2 separate regions of the Bombyx mori genome follow, and region 2 is linked to region 1. Evidence: chromatin contacts called from public Hi-C data. All regions are on one chromosome and are shown on one strand. The core of a region is the stretch at or near the end of the contact, and the rest is flanking DNA. Distances in the headings are between cores, read along the strand shown. Region 1 holds the start of LOC101736734 (ras-related protein Rac1). Region 2 overlaps LOC101736734 (ras-related protein Rac1).

The links. Hi-C and Micro-C count contacts between places; a contact is called where the count stands out from the background.
Region 2: a Hi-C map of posterior silk gland shows a contact between it and region 1, with 1.8 times the contacts expected there. The contact joins the enhancer-like site here to the promoter of LOC101736734 in region 1. A contact is called at or near these places in 4 of 7 Hi-C or Micro-C datasets (middle silk gland, posterior silk gland and whole pupa).

Annotation. Positions count from the first base shown.
Region 1 is chr17:12,420,243-12,423,276 of ASM3026992v2, reverse strand. LOC101736734 (ras-related protein Rac1) reads right to left here and starts at 1,667. Exons shown (of 6, transcript XM_004932496.4): 1 at 1,341-1,667. The coding sequence starts at 1,375.
Region 2 is chr17:12,455,058-12,457,971 of ASM3026992v2, reverse strand. The region is part of intron 1 of LOC101736734 (ras-related protein Rac1); the gene reads right to left. Among protein-coding and RNA genes, the nearest start is that of LOC101737414, 23 kb to the left of the region's middle. Within about 2 kb of position 1,606, at least 7 of the 8 cell types and tissues checked have open chromatin away from gene starts, as enhancers often do.

The sequences.
Region 1 (3,034 bases), core at 418-2,917:
TTAAACTTGTACATACCAGCAATTTTACAATGGCTTGAAGTAATGAATGTTGATTATCACAATATTTAAAAAAAGATAATTGAATTATGCATTTGAATTTTAATTCAAATGTATCTTATTTTATATCTATTTAAATATAGTGTCATTATTTCATATATTTGATGCTAAAATGGAGATCTTGAATAATTCCTTAGCACCATGGAAAATATGGTACTAGATACAAAGAGAATCAAAATGTCTTCATAGATCGTTTCCAGTTTAAAAAACTCTGAGATTAGGATTATTAACAATCATAACGCCACCTTTAACATGGTGTCAAATAGATGTAGTAGGTATTTGGGATAGCTGGGCATCTTTCAGTATTCTATGAGAAGCCAAAATGGTCCTTAGTAAAGCATAAATCCTTGTCCAGGGATGGAATACCACTTTGTTCTGTTAAGGACTCCATAGATTTAAGAAACCACTTTGATTCCGAGGACCTGTTGAAACATGGAGCCCAAAGTTTACATTAAGTTGAGTTTCTGAGAGAATGAAATTATTAATTTTCAATTGAAAATATTTGGGTAAATGTTTCGGTAGAATTAATATATAACAAATAAATAAGTAAGAGCTATTCTGTTGTATCTTAATATTAAAACTTCAAATCAAAATGTTTCTTTTTTACAGTAAAAAGACAAACACATGTCTTTTAAAATAAAGACCACAAAAAGCAAACCTCACAATAAAAAGCACTACAACATTATTTTTAATATTTTCCCTCGAATTAAAATTCCATGTTATTAAAAGGTAATGTAAACTTAAAATATTTTTTTTTTTCTCACCACATATTATGTGATGCTGTTACAGTTTTTATTGGTAAAATGAGAATGAGAGCAAAGTGTAAACAGCAAGATTTTCTTCTAATTTAGAAAATAATATTATAGTTAATATATGATTTTGCTCAGTAGTAATATTAGTATAGTATAGTTAAAAGAAAGAAAATTTCTATTAAAGGTCAATGACATGTAGATGGACTATTCATCAATACATTTATCTATATTTTTAAATTTATAATTTCTTCCAACCATAGAGAGAAAATCATAACCTAAATAAAGTTTCTAAATTATATTGAAATAATCGACATCTGATTTGGATGTCACTTTGTTAAAATGATACAAATTTTAGATACATATATATCAATATAACAATAGCAGGGTGATAACAATTATAACATACATGTTTATCTTTGAAACGACGGCGTAAGTTTAAGATGTTTAATTTAAATTATGACGTCAGAGCATTTGAGTTTCAAATTATTACGTTACGAAATCTAGAATGACGTAGAAATACAACGAACTCACCCATCTCCAACAACAACACACTTGATTGCCTGCATTTTTGCTTTTTATGCAATCTTTGTCACAAAATAAAACACAACGGATGCTTACACAGAACAACTCGTTTTTTCACTACTTAATACTTTAGACAATCAAAATACGTCGGCATCACAATCAACACTCGTAGTCTTAGATACGAAAGGTACAGTGTTTAGATAACAACCGCAATTTCATATCTTGGAGATAAGAGGACGATTTACAATAATTTCCTCGTCTCATTAAATTGAAAAAACGTAGGTATCGCCGATTACGTGCACTCACTCCGCTCCGTCAACTGGGCATTCAATTAGGGATGGATGCGAGATGTATCAATCGGAAAATCGATTTGGAATCAGAAAATCGATTATTTTATCGACTTTAACAAATTATTTGAAACACGCCAAATATCGATCGAGAAGGTTGATTTTTTCCTGTTTGTTCAAAGCCAACCACAGAACCAACAAAAAAATAATTTATATTTGGTTTTGTGCGTTGGACTTTTTGGCGGGAATGCGAGGAATGGATTGTGTGAATTATTTTATTTTTTTGGATTTTAATGTTTCTTCAAATTTAAGCATGTATTAATATTAGTTAACCATTTAGCATCTGTAAAACTGCATAACTGTGGGAAAGTCTTAGAAGTTGTCGTAGCCTAAAGAATAAGATGAGATCAAGCGATGTCACGGTGTTCGAATCCCGCAGGCGGGTACCAATTTTTGCAATGAAATACATATTTAACAAATGTTCGCGATCGACTTCCATGGTGAAGGTATAACTTTGTGTAAAAAAAATCAAACCCGCAAAATTATAATTTGTGTTATTACTGGTGACAAAGCATGTTGAGGACCCGCATGGGTAGGCACAGCTTGCCGTGAAGCAGTACTGCGTTTCGGTTTGAAGGATAGGACAGCCATGATACTGTAAAAACTGAGGCCTCAGAACTTATGTCTCAATGTGTATGGCGGCATTTACGTTGAGGATATATATGGGCTCCGGTAACTACATAACACCAGGTGGGCCGTAAAATCGTACACACATTAATACAGTTAACAATTAAATAAAGTCACTAGATGCGGTTTCACGGGTACTTCCGAAGCCCACTCAATTTCCATAAATTCCCACCATTTTACGATATTACACTTCATCTCATCTCATCCCTTTTTATTCCGTTTCATTTCAATGGATTACAATTTCAAGTAAATCAACTTCATTTCACTGCGTTCATCTTTCATCTCATCATCAGCCCGCGGAAGTCCATTGCTGGATATAGGCCTTCCCTAAGGTTCATCACAATGGCGGGTTTTGCCTTACCCAAACCGATTCCCTCGACCTTCGGTAGGTCACCGATCTACTGCGTGGTCTACCTACACTGTGTATTTCAGTGCGACGCCGCCGCGCCGCCGCGCCGCCATCCAAAAACGCAGAGGTCATATATTGAGAGAGTCAGACCAGTCAGAGAGGTCATAGGTTCTACGAACAGTATACTCTGCGCACTCCCACTTCAACCGCGCACTTCTTAGGGCTATATTATATTTATATATTCTCATTTTACATTTATTTTGAATACATAGTAATTGGTATTTTTTTAAACTCGACACTCGGAGCAAACGTCCAAAACCAAATAATCCCAAAAAAAACCCAATTGGCATTTTGAAAAAAATATTTTTCGATTTGGTGCA
Region 2 (2,914 bases), core at 357-2,856, 35 kb before region 1:
TGAGAATAGATTAAATATTGTTTGTCTTTATTAATATTTATCTATAGTGTAGTCTTGACGAAATTTGTGATTATAGAAGTTTGAAAATAGAATCTTAATACTTAGTGTACAAACTTATGATTTCAATGAATTATAATCGAATTTCGACTACCGGGCGACCAGTAGTACTTTTAGTAGTTTCTTCGGTTTTTGCGAGTAATAGACATATTGAAGTTATCTTAAGCCTGTCATCATTTTATCATGAAGACGAAAAGTCGAGTGAAATAAACGGCAAAACCTCAAGATCATATCAGTTCGATCTGTGAGAAACGTAAAATTTAAGGAATATATTTTTTACATGTGTTCTGTGAACACGAAAGCTGTAAAGTATTCGCTGCTTTTAAATAACATAATGACAATAAAAACGCGTGATGTATCCGTTGTAGTTTGAACTAAGGATTTTTACATGTTTTCCATTGACTTGTCTGTTAAGGGAAAATTTAAGCGGTAACCGTACTCGTCGAACTCGGCAAAGAGTTCGACGTGCAACCTAACCTAAACATCAGCCCGCTAAGTTTCTCGCCGGATCTCCTCAGCGATTTGCGATTTCAATCCGGTAGTAGATTCATTCGCGAAGCAGCTGCTCTTGAGTTTTTAGGTCTCCTTCGGAGGCGCTCGGGCAGCTGTTAGCAAATCCGACCCTGAGCCTTTGCTCGTCCACCTGTCCTGGTGAAATTGGCAAGGCCTCCGGGCCACCAGTAATACTTCAGTCATACAAAAAAAAGGAATATCTAAGTTCACTTTAACCCACCTACCTATAACTATTGTGTCAGTCACAGTGTATGCTTTTAATGAAAATACAATAGTTGATAGCATTCAGCTAGCGGTCGCAATAATAGTTTAAACAAAATTGGTATATACATTTTGCCTACAATAGCATCAACCTCTCTTCGTGGAGAATGGGTAGCAATATTCTCTGAGCATTACACTAGCATACCGCAATAGCCAACATCCGTTCAGAAGGGTGGAATAATAATTTTACAAGTTGACATTATCGTTGTCATCCCAATCTATGGGGCTTCTGTCTTCTCACATATAATGTAAAGATAACGATACTGGTGGTAGGACGTCTTGTGAGTCCGCGCAGGTAAGTACCACCGCCCTGCCTATTTCTGCCGTGAAGCAATAATGCGTTTCGGTTTGAAGAGTGGGGCAGCCGTTGTAACTATACTGAGACCTTAGAACTTATACCTCAAGGTGGGTGGCGCATTTACGTTGTAGATTTCTACGGGCTCCGGTAACCACTTAACACCAGGTGGGCTGTGAGCTCGTCCACATAATAAACTATAAAAAAAATTGGATTACGGGCAAGAGGTGCATTATTATAAAACTGTTTAGAATAACTTAGCTTCGGATTAACTAAATCAGTTATGTTTTCTTTTTATGGTAACACGAAAAAATCATCAATCCAATGAAATATAAAAATGATTCAATGAAAGCTAAGTCAATTAAACTTCTTAAATCACAATATATAAGAAGCGCCATTAACAATAATAATATCACAAACGACTGACTCACGACACTGACAAACGAAGTGCTCAGTGACTCATGGGGTCAGGGCTCAGTCAATATTGTAGTTTAAATCAAATAAAAACTCTCGATCGACGCCAGCGATATCATCGAGGGATCACGACCAGGGCGACGACGCCGCGACATCACAATAGTAGAACGTCTTATCTACAACCATAAGTGCCTCTAGAGCGATAGGTTGCAGGCTGGCACAATTCATTATTTCCTTCCTAACTAATACAAGACGGTGTTTACACGATTGATTTTTCTTTTATTAAGCAAACGGGTCATATGGCTCACAGCCCACATGGCGTTATTTTGTTTTCGGAACCCATAGACCGCCACCAACTTTGAGATCTCTTTAAGTACCCAATTTCTATTTTCTACAAATTCAATTAGAATTAAACGATTTTGTTCCTCTTTTTTTATTACTTCGATGGGTAGACGACTTCATGGCCCACCTGGTGTTAAGTGGTTACCGGAGCCCGTAGACATCTACAACGTAAATGTCGCCACCCACCTGAGGACATGAGTTCTAAGGTCTCCGTTTTTACAGTACAACGCCTGCCTCGGCCTTCAAATCAAAACGCATTACTGCTTCACGGCAGAAATAGGCAGGGCTGTGATACCTACCCGTGCGGACTCACAAGACGTCCTACCACCAGTAATTACGCAAATTATAATTTTGCGGGTTTGATTTTTATTACACGATGTTATTCCTTCATCGTGGATTCGTGGAAGCCATTCGTGAGAATGTACTACTTAAGTTAACATGCGACGCTTAATCACTACATAGTATAAAACAAAGTCGCTTTCTTTGTCCCTATATCCCTATGTATGCTTAAATCTTTAAAACTACGCAACGGATTTTGATGCGGTTTTTTTAATAGATACGAGTGATTAAAGAGGAAGGTTTATATGTATAATAACATCCATTAAATAGTGGAGAAATCAATAATAAATTACAGTTTCCGAAGCGACGCGAGGGCGGGTCGTTAGACGCTTAATGTATACTTAGTCTTGCCATAAATACTGTTACAATTAAAAATAAACAAAATACAGTCAAACCTGGGTAAGCGAGAACTGGATAAGTGAGAAAACTCTATAAGTGAGAGTAATAGCCAGGACCCGTCATTTTAAGCTCCCAAAACCTCTATTAGAGAGAAACAGAAGCCTCTGTAAGAGAGAGTCGTTTTTCCCTCATGGACCTCCGTAAGTGAGACTGCTACTTATCTATACCTCTATAAGCGACAGTCGAGCTTTATTTATTTATATTATTTAGGAGGAACAAATGAAAAAACAAATTACAAATTTAACATCTGCTATTTTATGACTAATTCTTAACTTTTGTGAAACTTCCTTCTAT